Regions from separate parts of the Pan troglodytes genome. Here region 2 is linked to region 1. A link is a contact called in public capture Hi-C data. All regions are on one chromosome and are shown on one strand. Each heading gives the region's core, a stretch centred on a gene start, on an enhancer-like site or on the middle of the called end of the contact. The rest is flanking DNA. Distances are from core to core; before and after follow the strand shown. Region 1 overlaps PTK2 (protein tyrosine kinase 2). Region 2 has its middle 11 kb from the start of DENND3.

Evidence for each region. Capture Hi-C pulls out chosen DNA fragments and counts their contacts.
Region 2: a capture Hi-C map of stem cell-derived neural stem cells shows a contact between it and region 1, with 3 times the contacts expected there. The contact joins two enhancer-like sites.

Annotation. Positions count from the first base shown.
Region 1 is chr7:151,067,993-151,074,722 of NHGRI_mPanTro3-v2.0_pri, forward strand. PTK2 (protein tyrosine kinase 2) reads right to left here. Exons shown (of 30, transcript XM_063816590.1): 11 at 6,690-6,720; 12 at 2,823-2,875. Among named protein-coding and RNA genes, the nearest start is that of MIR151, 59 kb to the left of the region's middle. Within about 2 kb of position 4,304, at least 6 of the 24 cell types and tissues checked have an H3K27ac peak or open chromatin away from gene starts, as enhancers often do. A contact at or near this core is called in stem cell-derived neural stem cells, where this site is marked.
Region 2 is chr7:151,396,468-151,403,197 of NHGRI_mPanTro3-v2.0_pri, forward strand. No RefSeq gene overlaps it. Among named protein-coding and RNA genes, the nearest start is that of DENND3, 11 kb to the right of the region's middle. Within about 2 kb of position 3,989, at least 6 of the 24 cell types and tissues checked have an H3K27ac peak or open chromatin away from gene starts, as enhancers often do. A contact at or near this core is called in stem cell-derived neural stem cells, where this site is marked.

The DNA of each region.
Region 1 (6,730 bases), core at 3,054-5,553:
AAAAGAAATATACCACACTTGTTTCTCTGGTTCCACCTAAGTAAGCAAGCAGTAGGTGGAATGACTAAGGACAAACAAGACTCCGAACAATTAATGACATGTCATTAAATATCCACTGGACACCAATTATTCTTTGCTTGGATTTGTAAATCACCTAAGTGATAGTCATATATTGAAGTATCACTAACTCTGAAAGTGAAACTATTTTTATACGTAATGATGAAAAGAGCAAGTCTGGATGGAACAGCTCAAGCAGAACAACAGAGATAAGGAGGACGGGAGAGCCACAGCCACCAACTTTTTTTTGGCTAAAAAACAATGTAGATGAGGAGGTGAGGGAAGACTGGAGAGGTGGGTGGTGGGCAGATAATGAAAGGTCTTGGAGGGCTAAGCTGAGGAGCCCAAACTTCATCTGATGGATACTATATGATTACTAAAAGTTTCTGACCAGAGAACTGCCTATTTAAATCAACATGGTAGCAATCTAAGAACATGGAGAAGGTACTGAAGTATGAACTCCTAGTTACGGAGTACCTAGAAGAAAAAATGAAAGCACGATCACAAGTAATTCAGGGGGGTGTTAAAGCCAGACATTAGAGTTTGAATAATGACTCCAGATTTTAGCAGCTATGTAACCTTGGACAAATTATTTAACCTCTCTGGGACATAGTCTCCTCAGCTTTACAACAAGAAAACTATCTTATAGGCCCTTTGTTGTAAGGACTAAATGAGATGATACATGTACAAGAACATAGAACTTAAACCTGAGCCTGGAACACAGTACTCATAAAATGCCAGCTAACTTTATTCCTCTTAATGGGGTTCTGAAATAGGAAGAAAACACTGAGATCATAAAGTGGGGGTTGGCTGGAAGAAGTAAAGTCCAAGTTTGGTGATGACCAGTTGCTAAAAGACACATCTGAGGTTTAAACCTTGAATGGAGAGTATTGATTAAAAGAGATTAGTAAAACAGGAGGAACAAGATTTGAAGGCACTGCTGGGGCCTATTTTATTACATTTCATTACTTTGTTACCCAAAGACAGATGCCAGGAATAGTCCTTATTAACATAATGGGACATTTCCCTTCTCTCTTGATCAAGCCTGGGGAGACTGTGGAGACAGTGTGTGGCAAGCACCAAAAGGGCAGTCCCCGGGGCTCATCCCAAAAGCTGCTTTACAGTTTGGCAAGAAGATGGACCAAAGGGCCTGTGAGTTATTCAAAGCCCTGCTCAAATCTCACCTACTCTACAGAACATCCTGCAGAACATCCTTTGATGCCCAGCAGTTGCTCCCTCCTCCAGACTCCTGTGACTGTAGCATGTGTGGTGGTCTTTCTCTCTCCAACTAGATTACAAACTCCGTGAGGGCCTGGCAAGTTTGCCAATTCTCTGTACCCACTACAGACTGAACAAATGCAAATGCTGAGTGCTGTTTACTGCCCCAGTGTCACTACTGGAAACTAGGGCTACTCCATGAAGTCACGATTAAGCTTATAAGGATGACTAACTGTTTACCTGAGAACACACTGGCAACCCCGAAGCTTCCATAAGACCAGCTCTAGCATTCCAACCTTCTCTCTACTTAGTTAGGAAGTGAGCAATGATTTCTTAAGCAGTAGTACTTTGACAGTATAACACATCATTCACCTTTACTGAGTATCTCTGCCAAGTGTACAAATACAAGCAAAAATATTTCTTGAGTAAGGGCTTATGGGACATTTGTGCACCATTAAAAAAAAAAAAAAACAAGGAAGCCAGGCCCAGTGGCTCACGCCTATAATTCCTGGGACTTTGGGAGGCCGAGGCAGGTGGATCATCTGAGGTCAGGAGTTTGAGACCAGCCTGGCCAATATGGCAAAACCCTGTCTCTATTAAAAATACAAAAGTGAGCAGGGTGTGGTGGTGGGCACCTGTAATCCCAGCTACTCGGGAGGCTGAGGCAGGGGAACTCCTTGAACCTGGGAAGCAGAGGTTGCAGTGAGCTGAGATCGCGCCACTGCGCTCCAGCCTGGGCGACACAGTGAGACTCCGTCTCAAAAAAAACTGACTCAAAATAAACAGGAATTGGGTCTTTTCTAAGTGAGATGCTAAAGTTAAAAGGAAACTATTATTTCAGAAATGTAACATATATGTATGCACATATATAAGAACAAATTACATATGTGTGTATATGGTTACGTATGTATATATGTGCATATACAGACAGTATATGTATTTTAAGATATCAAATGGGCCCACAGAAGATGCTTTCTCATCCTCCCCTTCCTTTATTTCCCACATTTTTAAATGGGAAAAAAGGCATATCTATTTTGAAACATACCAAGGAAAGTACAACACACTTAATTGCACCAGCAAATAGTTAAGACAATGCTCATGCCAGAATCTTAACTATATTTTTTAAAAAGCAATACTCAAACACCATATTGTGAAAGACAAAAATTGTTTTAAAATGTCTCACATTTCCTGAACTTCATAAAATAAATATGCAAAGTATATTCTACTGAATTGCAAGATAAATTATAATGGCAACTTCATTCTGGATAAGATTAACATGATATTAAAACCCAAAAATAATTTGGAATTCTATACAACTTGCTGAGTGATCTGGTATTTTACCTGTGTTCCATCTAAAAAAAAAAAAAAAAAACTATGAGCCATACTTAAAACTATTTAATGATGGTAAAATTATGCAAATTTGGACAGCCAGAATGCTTATTTTCATAAGCTATTCTAGAATGAAGCAATTATACTAAAAATAGACATCTATGATCGTCTTACCCCATGAGAGTGCTTTTCGAGGTCTGCTACCTAGAGCCCCTTACCTGACACAGAGACGGCGTGTGTCCGCATGCCTTGCTTTTCGCTGTTGGCCAACCTGTGACAGACAAAAGCAAAGCTGTGAGCCCTGCAATTTCCCCAGGACCCCGCAACTCGGCCTCATCAAGTAGGGAACTGCCTTGGATGAGGAAGACAAAATTTTAGATACGTGATTTCTTTAAAAATTGGATTCTACTATTAAAATAGCCAGGCTGCTTTAATGCTTTAAAGATCACAAATTAAAATACACAACTGAAGGAATGTTGAACTGTTCTGAGAAAGATACTCTTGACAATAATTTAAAACAATGCAATACAATTTAATCTGGTATGAATGGGTTAAATAAAAATGTAAATTTAAATGCTACACACTAAAGGATTGCCCCTAAAGTTATGAGAAAAAAAACATACACCTGGAAGTGGATTTTGCTCTCTAAAACATAATATGAAATACTACAGTATGACTGGTCCTTCTTAAATTTATGGCATGTAAAAAATTATCAAGAAATACATTAATATGTACTATTACCTACATACTTAAAAAAGTAATCTCAATGTATCTTGCTACTTGCTTCATGACATGGTTTAACACTAGTTTTACATATTTACCCACAAAAAGTAAAATTTTGGCCAAAAGTCTTGGTGCCATTTAAAAAATTAGTAAAAAATTTTTGGAAAGCACAAAACACAGGGAAAAAAGGAGCCACACAGTCTTTAGATGTCAAAGTTACCTGGTCTTTTTATAAGAGAAAACCTTTTCCAGATGAAATACTGACACTTAAAACAGTATAGGTTGAATATCTCTTATCCACAATGCTTGGAACAAGAGTGTTTCCAATGTCAGATTTTTTGGATTTTGGAATGTCTGCATATACAAAATGAGGAATCTAGGGGATAGGACCCAAGTCTAAACGTGAAATCTGTTTATGTTTCATATACACCTTATACATGTAACCCAAAAGTAATTTCATACAATATTTTAAATAACTTTGTTCATGAAACAAATATTTGACTGCAACCTGTTACACATGAGGTCACATGAGGTCAGGTGTGGAAGTTTCCACTTGCTGCAACATGTTGGTCCTCAAAAAGTTTCAAATTTTGGAGCATTTTGAAGTTCCAGATTAGAAATGCTCAACTTGTACATCGTTTCGAAGCACTACAACTATTGAATGTGAAACTGTATAATCTCTATAATAATCACAGCAAACAGCCATAGACTTGTGTTCCTTTTACAGAATTCTCCAAATATGTGAAATTTTATATCTTTAGTATAAAAATTTAATCAAAGTTGTTTTCTAACAACTCATTACTTTCTCTTCCATTGCAGCTACATGATTTATCACAACTTATCTTTGAACTACATTTATTGGGCAGTCAGAGGACACACATTTTAAATCAATAAATTACATCATTTCCTTCTTTGTTGTGCTGCCAAAACACTGGGGTTTTCCCTTGTCTGCACCACAATTATGTATGCTGTTGCTAAGCAACTTTCTCACGACAGCTTGGATTTCAGCTCTTATCTGATCAATAGCAATAATGGTGTCCTGCTGCTATAAGGTTTGTGGAAATTCCACTCTTGTAAAGTTTGCTTCATTTATTTAGTTTCCTTTATCTGTTAACACTTCCAATGTACTACCTTCCTCACTCACTTTCATACCTATGTTCATGATTCCTCTATGTGTGTGTGTGTCTGTGTTTTAAGAAATGGGGTGGAGTCTCACGAAGTCACCCAGACTCGAGTGTGGTTGCTATTCACAGGCATGATCATAGTACACCACAGCCTCAAACCCCCGGGCTTCAGTGATCCTCCTGCCTCAGCCTCAGAACCACAGGAACACACCACATTGCCCAGCTTTGATTTTAATCCAAAATTATCCCTTAACTTCCCACAACTAAAGGTACTCTAAATAAACATCAGTTCCTGCCCTGATATGACCCCAAATGAACCTCTATCAGACACTGCTGATGCTGTAGAGTGCACTGTCCAAAGCTAGAGGTGCACTAGCCACATGCAGACCTTGCCTGTGTGAGGCCCACAGTACTGCATATGACCCTGGCTGTCAGCAACTTGCCAGGTTGCCTGGGGAGGGTAGACAAGTTAAAAGCCCATGTTTAGGACTCTGGTAATTAATAACTAGAAACTATTACAGGAAAACATGATGGGGATGCTCTCCTGGCTTGGGGGTGGGTCAATGAGGTTTCTACAGGAAGTGATGTAGAATGAGACCGAGAAGATGAGTTAGGCTTAGCAACGAAAAGGGGGTTGGGAGAAGAGTGGATCACGCAAAGACAGAATATTGGCAAAGGCCTTCAGGGAAAAGAAAGGATGTTTGCTCCTGGAATTGAAAAAAAGGTAAATGTACTTGAAGAATAGTATGAGGAGTGACAAAAACCAAGGTTAGAGAAGTGAGCAGGAAACAATCACACGGGCTCCTGCAAGCTAGGTTAAGAATATTGCAAAGTATCCTAAGAGCAAGAGTAGGTCATGTAAGATATTTAATTAGGAAAGCTTCCTCAAGCTGTAGCACAGAGCACGGATAGGCTAAGGAGCAAAACTGGACAGAGACTGATTTAGCAGAAATACACAGAAAAGAGTTAATGTAGCAGGCTTGTGACTGACCTTACATGATTGTCCCTTGCCTGCTATCTGGGAACTTGGATTTTCGCAGAGTTGCCACCATCCCCTGACAGGTATGGTACACTATGCCTAAAATGTTTGTACAAAAAATGTGGTTTATGCTGAACTCTTGCTTTCCTTCTGGGAGTCTGGTATTTGGATGCAGGCCAGGCACAGAGTGCATGTAAAAAAGAGCCCCCAATAAAAACCCTAGGCACCAAGTCTCTAATGAGCTTTCTCAGTAGGCAACATTTCACACAGGTCGCCACAATCCATTGCTGGGGAATTCAGAGTGTCCTGTGGCCTCCACTGGGAAGGGACCCTTGGAAGCTTGCATCTGGTTGTCCCTGGACTTCACCCCATGCACCTTCATCCTTTGCTGATTCTGCTTTGTATCCATTTGCTGTAATACATCATAGCTGAGTCCTGTGACTCCTAGATCTTGGGGAACCCCAACACAGAAGTGTACTTGGGTAGCCCAGATAGCTAAACACGGGGGAGACACAGTGGGAAGGTGGTGAAGCAGATGGATCCATTTAGAACATGGAACTGGAGGAAATAGTAATGGACTGGCTATGGAGAAGAAGGAGAGGGACAGAACAAAGCCCAGGCCTCACCCTCTCTATTCCAGTGGCCTCTTAGGCTCACTGTTCTTCTTCAGTGTCTTGGAAAGTGTAAATATCTCTGAAAGCACTTACCACACAGCTATAACTGTGTGTTTACCTATGTATCTGATTGTTTAGATTTTAACATTCATATCTTAGTCCCCAGTTCCTAGCAAATTGGCTGAGAATATAAAATTATATAAGTTCTTTTGGTATTACTATTCGATTCTTTTAGTTTTGTAGATCAACATGCCCACTATAAAATTAGGAAATAAACAAGAAAATTAACATAAATTATTTCTCTTTAATTTTCATACTTGTAAAATAGCCAGAATGCCACATATTTTCAGGTTCTTGTAAAGATTAGCAATAACATATGAAGCAAATGTTTAACAACAGGCTCTCAACATTATGATTATTCTTTAGCTCCCCCATAGAACTTAAAGGAAAAATTAAAACCTTTTGATTAAGCCTAAATACTTAATAAAATTTAAAACTGACTTGATTTCTTTCTAGAATTGTTTCCTAGTTCCTTGATCATGTATATTGAGTTTAATTTTTTTAGGAAAATGAATAATAAAGCACAGAAATTTCCTTAAACTTTCCAACAAAACAAAATAACAGTACAAAAAAAGCAGTACTTACTTTGGTATTGATGGCAAAGCCCGTTCACCTTCTGCGGGGAA
Region 2 (6,730 bases), core at 2,739-5,238, 330 kb after region 1:
ACATGTTGAGTGAAATAAGCCAGGTGAAGAAAGACAAATTTTGCATGTTCTCACTCATATGTGAGAGCTAAAAATGAAAACAACTGAATGCATGGGACGGAGAATAGAAAGATGGTTACCAGAGGCTGGGAAGAGTTGCAGGACGGGCATGGTTAATGGGTATAAAACTATTGTTAGAATAAATAAGATCTAGTATTTGATAGCACAACAGGGTGAAGACAGTCAACAATAATTTATTGTATATTTTAAAATAGCTAAAAGAGTTGAACTGGAATTTTACTAACACAAAGAAATGATGCGTGCTTGAGGTGACGGACACCCCAATTGCCCTCATGCGATCATTATGTCACACGCCTATGTCACATATACATATATAAGTATAGGTACTCATAATGATTAGAAATAAAATTGTTTAAAAAAAATAGAATTCAAGGCACAGATGTAATTTTAGAAACCACATTTTAAAAAGTAAAAAGAGGCCAGGCATGGTGGCTCATATCTGTAATCTCAGCACTTTGGGAGGCCAAGGCAGGTGGATCACTTGAGCTGAGGAGTTCGTGACCAGTCTGGCCAACATGGTGAAACCCAGTCTCTACTAAAAATACAAAAATTAGCCGGGTGTGGTGGTGGGCACCTGTAGTCCTAGCTACTCGGGAGGCTGAGACAGGAGACTCACTTGAATCTGGGAGGCAGAGATTGCAGTGAGCCAAGATCATGCCACTGCACTCCAGCCTGGGCAATAGAGTGAGACTCCATAAAAAAAACAAACAAACAACAACAACAAAAACAACTAAAAAGAAGCTGGTGAAATTTATTTTCCTACAATATTTTACTAATCACTATATTGAAAGTATTATCATGTCAACATGTGATCAATCCATAAATGAATAGCCAGGTACTTTCTGTTCTTCTTCCTGCCAAACCCTTGACATTGTATGTATTTCACACCCACAGCACAGCTCCATTTGGACACATCCTGTGTGGCTGGTTTCCCGTGCTGGCAGCACAGAACTAGAGTAATCCAGAGCCCTGTGCCCAGAGGCTATTCCATCAGGGTGGGGGGTGGCACTGTGGTGACTGGGAGCAGGAGGGTGCCAAGGCTGTGGCAGTGGGGGGGATGGGAGAGGGAGCAAAGGGCAGCAGCAGGCCCCCGGTGCTCAGACCAGCAGGGTGGAGAGGAAAGCAGGATGGAGAGACCCCCGCCATCTCCCAAGCTCTGGGAGGGCAGGACCGTGAGCGTGAGTCCACGGGGAGGCACCAGGGCTGTGGGAGCCTCACCTGCACCCTGCACCTGGCTGGGTGGGGCTCCTCTTCTGGACCTGGCCCTTGGCCCTGGGGACTTGCTGCTTTTCTTTGCTTTCTGGAGCCTGGTGCAGGTACTGGCCAAGGGGTCCCAGCAGCTGCTGAATGAACACATGGCCCTGCTGAGGTTCATGTAGCAACAACACAATAGCAGGACACATTTGAGTTCATTTGCTCACTGGTTCCTTGAAACGATGCTTTGAATACAGACGATGCACTGAGCCCCTGCCTCCCCAGCGATGGGCATGCGGGGGGCGGGGCGGCGAGTGCAAAGCCAAGGTGGGCAGGCCAGGCTTCCCCTCAGGCTGGGGGAGGGGAGGCTGCCTGCCTCTCCTGGCGGTGGCTGGAAATCCTCAGTGTCCCTTGGTTTGTGCATGTTCCCAGTTTCGGCCTTCGTCTCCCCTGTGTGTCTCTGGGTGGCTTCTCCTCTTATAAGGAGCCATTGGATCTGAAGCCCACCCTATTCCAGGATGGTCTCATCTTCACTTAGCTCATTACATCTGCAGAGACCTTATTTCCAAATAAGGTCACATTCGGGGTTTCGGGTAGACTTGGACATTGGGGCACTTCACTCCCTCCCAGCTTCCGAGGGCTCTCCCAGCCCCCAGCTCCATCCCCAGGTTATCCCACAGGTGCCTGTCATGCGGCTCCTGCCTGTTTAATCCTGTCTCAGTGTTGGCTTCCCCGAGGACCTGGGCTGATGCAGGGATGTAGAGTTGTCAGGCCTGAGAGGCAGGGGCTCATCTGCGGTGGGGAAAGGGAAGACTGGGCCGGTGGCCAGTGTCCAGCAGTGGCACAAGGAGGCTGGGCTGACCCAGGTGTCTGGCTCTGTCAGCCAGGGTGGCAGCTGTGGTTGCCGACCTGTGGCCTCTTTCTGCGGGGAGCAGGTTTTGGGAAGGAGATGGGTCTGGTCTTAGGATGCTGAGCCCCAGGAGGGGTGGAGTCCACGAGGACATGCCTCAGGGCTCAGGGGTCACCGTGGGAGGTGGTCTGACCCCTGACCTTATTGTCCCCCACCACACTGCTGGCTGGCACAGAGATGTGGTTCCCCAATCTAGTGCTGGGGTAGGGGACAGCGTGAAGCCGAGGGGATGCCCTGGCCCCAGCTCGCAGGTGAGGCCCAAGAGGGTGGGGTGTGCACTGGGAAGGCACTAGTTCCACTGTCAATAGAATCTGTGCTGATGGTGCTGACCTGAGACCCCGGGACGACCAGTCTGTCCAGTGGGTAAGGTGGGCGGGAGAGGAGCACAGGAGGGGTGAGGGCTGTGGGGGACAGCTGGAGGTGGAGGCTGAGCAGCTGGGTTTGGGAGGAGAGCTGCCGAGCCACCCGCAGGTTCCTGGGACCCTCTATTCTGGGGGAGTTGGAGTGAGTGGAAGAAGGTGGGAATGGGGAGTGGAGGAGCCTGTGGCATCCCCACCTGCAGGGGAGAAGATTCCCAGCCCGGGTATCAGTGCAGTCAGCAGTGTGGGCCCGGAGAACACGGGCTCGTCACCCCTCTCCTCTGGGTCTGATTCCCCACTGGGAGCGGGAGAGCTCCTGAAACAGAAACTGCTGCCTGGAGCCCACAGGTGCAAAAACCCGGGGCCCAAGGCCTTTGCTGTTTTTAAACAAATCCACCCTTAGCCAACTCTCCCCGCCAGGCTTTTCCGCATGATTTGATGGGATGGGGCCTGCTGCCTCCTCCCTCTGCCCAGGGAAGGGTTCCCAGATGCGAGGGGGAGGAGGTGCGGCTCCTTCCTTTTCCTGGTGGCGCCGTGAAGATCTGTGTGTGTAGTTCTTGGAAAGATTCCAGGTGCTTGAAAAGGACGTCTCAGTGGGTCAAGGGTGAGTGGGGAATCAGAGGTGACCCATGTCCAGGAGGGCCCCCCTTGCCTGGCATCTCCCACCACGGAGCCACAGACTGTGCTATCTCCCTCTCTTTGTCTCCTTCTCTCTCCCTGACTCTTTCCTTCTTCCTGTCTCCCTCTCCCTCTCTTTCTGTCTCTCTTTCTCTCACACACACACACACACACACACATCCCTGGGTGATGGCTGTCGGTGGCTCCGCCCATGGCCAGATGGGAGAGGAGTGACAGGGCTGGGCAGTGGCTGGCCTCCAGGCCTCTGCCCTGCCTCCACCTGGGGGCCCGCTGGCTTTGGGTTTGGAGAAGAGGGCTGAAAGGGGACGGGAGAGTTGGGGTAATGCTCCGGCCTGAGCCAGGCCCAGGGGTCAGGGAGGTGCCTGTGGTCAAGGCCTGCGGCCCCTGGTTGGCCTCCAACCTCACCACCTGCTAGCTGGGCCAGCACCTCCAGGAGGTCATGCCCTGCCCTGTGGGGTGGGCAGCAGACACCCTTCCTGGGCTGCTGGGAAAAAGTGTGCCCTGCTGGGGGCTGGCCTGCACGGGCTTCTGGAGGCTGGGGGATTTGGGAACCCTCAGAAGATGCGGCCCCTGCTCTTGGGAAGGCATTTTTCCTGCTCAAGGCAGAGGGGACGTGGCTTTTCCAGCCTGGCCCCGCGGGTGCTGTCTGCGTTCCTGAGCCCCATCTGGGCATTGGATGACCGGGAGCCCCTGCGTCCTCTCCAAGCCTCCTTGCTGGACACCGCACTCAGGACCCAGCAGAAGCCTCTGCCCTGGGTGCAGTGAGACAGGGAAGCCACCAGTCAGTCCCGGCACCTACACCACTGGGGCCCCACTGGGGTGTTCACAAAGAGCTGTGAGAATGAATCGCAGGAAGCGACTTTGAACTTTCGCTGGGCCCAGGGGAGTTAGAGTTGACTGAGTTTGGCCAGATGGTTTTAAATCTCTTCTAATTATAAGATTCCAGCATGGGAGGTCTTGTCACCCATATTTGTTTATTTTTTTTTTTTGAGGCGGAATCTCTCTGTGTCGTCAGGCTGGAGTGCGGTGGTGCGATCTTGGCTCACTGCAACCTCTGCCTTCCAGGTTCAAATGATTCCCCTGTCTCAGTCTCATGAGTAGCTGGGACTACAGGCACGGGCCACCATACCTGGCTAATGTTTTCTATATTTTAGTAGAGACAGGGTTTCACCATGTTGGCCAGGATGGTCTCCATCTCCTGACCTTGTGATCCACCCACTCCCAAAGTGCTGGGATGACAGGCATGAGCCACCGTGCCCAGCCCCAAGCAAACTTTAGAACCACCTGCAGCAGGGGTGACAGGGCAGGGTGGGCAGTGCCTATTCGGGGGACGGGGGTGGAAGTCCAGCCTGGGAAGGCTCTGGCCCCACCTGGAGAAGCAGTTCCTCCTCGGAGTGGCTGGCGCCTGGGCTTTGGTGTTGGATCTTCCCAGGTGCACACCTCTGCTCCCATGCTCACTGCTGTGTGCTCCTGGCCATGTGGCTGAACTGGCTGAGCCTCAGGTGCCTGATCTGTGAAATGGGGTGACAGCGTTTATAGGGTTGCTGAGAAGATTGGTAAGAGAATGTGTACACATGCGGAATGCCTCCAGTTTCAGGTAGATGAGCCACTGGCAGCCATCATCACCACCACTAGGGTGGCCCCTCGCCATGTCTGCCCTTGCCCTGCCCTGCAGAGAACCAGCGGGTTTTGACCGGAGCAAAGCCTGAGGCCAGGGGAGCAGGGGGTGCCTGGCAGTCACTGAGTGCCACCCCACAGCAGGCCCTGCCCATCACCCTGTTCTGCACGACAGCCCCTCGAGGTTTGTGCGGCCACTTCCCTGCCCTACAGCTGGGGAAGGGTGGAGCGGGGCTCGTACCCGGGACTTTCTTCCTCCAGTGCCAGTGCCCTTCCCATGGGGACCTCATGAGAAGTGCCCATGTGCGGGGGCTGGGCGGTGGCTCCAGAGTGGGGACAAGGGAGGGGTCAGGTTGGTTCATAGTTGGAGGCCCAAAGGCAGGGCTGTGGAGAGGCACGAAGGACACGGGTTTGTCCCCCACATGGTCACGGTCAGAAGCAACATGAGGAGGCCCTGAGAGGCGTAGGGGCACCACAGCCTGGATGGAGGAAGTAGGGGGGCAGGGGAGAGAGGCCTTCCTGGGGTAGTTGGTATCTGTATCTGAGCCTACGAAAGACAAGTTGGAGTTGGCCATGGAGTACGAGAGGGCAGGGCATTCAGAGCAGCAGGCAGCAGGTGCAGAGAGTGCCTTTGAATAACCTTGGGAGGTCCGAGCTTCCCTCCTGGGCCCTGGGTGAGTGGCGTTTGTACCTGACTTCCCCCTTTCTGCCTATTTACTGTCAGTTGTCTATTTTTGTTTGTCTTGATTCCCAGTCCGGATGGGTTAAGATAGTTCTCACATCTGTCCCCTTCCTCCCTGACCAAGCACACAGCGGCAGCCAGACCACAGCTTCCTGTCTTTCTTCATACTCAGGAGGAAGAGAATGTCACAAGTGAGTGTGGCTGCTCGGCCATGCAGCTCTGAGCTGCCAGCAGGAGCAACGCGTTCCCAACATCCTTCCTCAGCCCTGGCTTCTTAAAATTTCCTTTTTTTTTAGACTGAGTCTCGCTCTGTCGCCCAGGCTGGAGTGCAGTAGTACAGTCTTGGCTCACTGCAATCTCCGCCTCCTGGGTTCAAGCAATTCTCCTGCCTCAGCCTCCCGAGTAGCTGGGATTACAGGCGCCCACCACCACACCTGGCTAGCTTTTGTATTTTTAGTAGAGATGGGGGTTTTACCATGTTGGCCAGGTTGGTCTCGAACTCCTGACCTCAGGTGATCTGCCTGCCTCAGGCTCCCAAAGTGCTGGGATTACAGGCATGAGCCACCGTGCCCGGCTGAATTTTCTTCAGTGGCTTCTTAGGGGCCATTCAGAGCAGGCATTGCTGAGAGTGGGGACAGCCCCGAGTGGAAGGCCCTTCTCACCATCAGGCCTCCAGGCTGTGGGGCAACAAAGGAAGCCAGAGAACATGCCCCTTTCCCATCTTTTTATCATTCTTCCTCAGTCTGGCATTTTCTAGATTCTAGGATAGTTGCTTGACATCTGAAGTTGGGCAATTTGTTTTAGACACAGTAGAATTCCAGAAAGAGATGAGATAATTCACTTGTTTTTCTTTTCTGATAAAATATTTCATATTTGCAAAGACTATATCCAATAACTATAACATGAACAGCCCTGTCCCACCAGCTGAAGGAACAGGGCGCCACCGAGATGGCCCCAGGCCCCCCCCCAGGGAGTACAGCACCCTGCACGTGGTGTGCACCCCGCGGTGATCCTCCGTGTGGTTTTCTTACTTACGTGTGCTTTGTCTGCTCCTGGACTTTGTTAAGTGGGATCACGGTGTGTGTTGTACTCCATGTGGGGTTAGCGAATCTCTGCCGACTGGCGGCCCATTGCACAGGTGGACCATGATCAGCGGACAGTGGAATTTAGCCTTTATGCTTTTATTCGTCAAATACTCATGGTACTCCCGTCACTTTGTGTGTCAGCCACAGGGCCAGGTGATGGGAACATTCGTCCACAGGGCTCAGG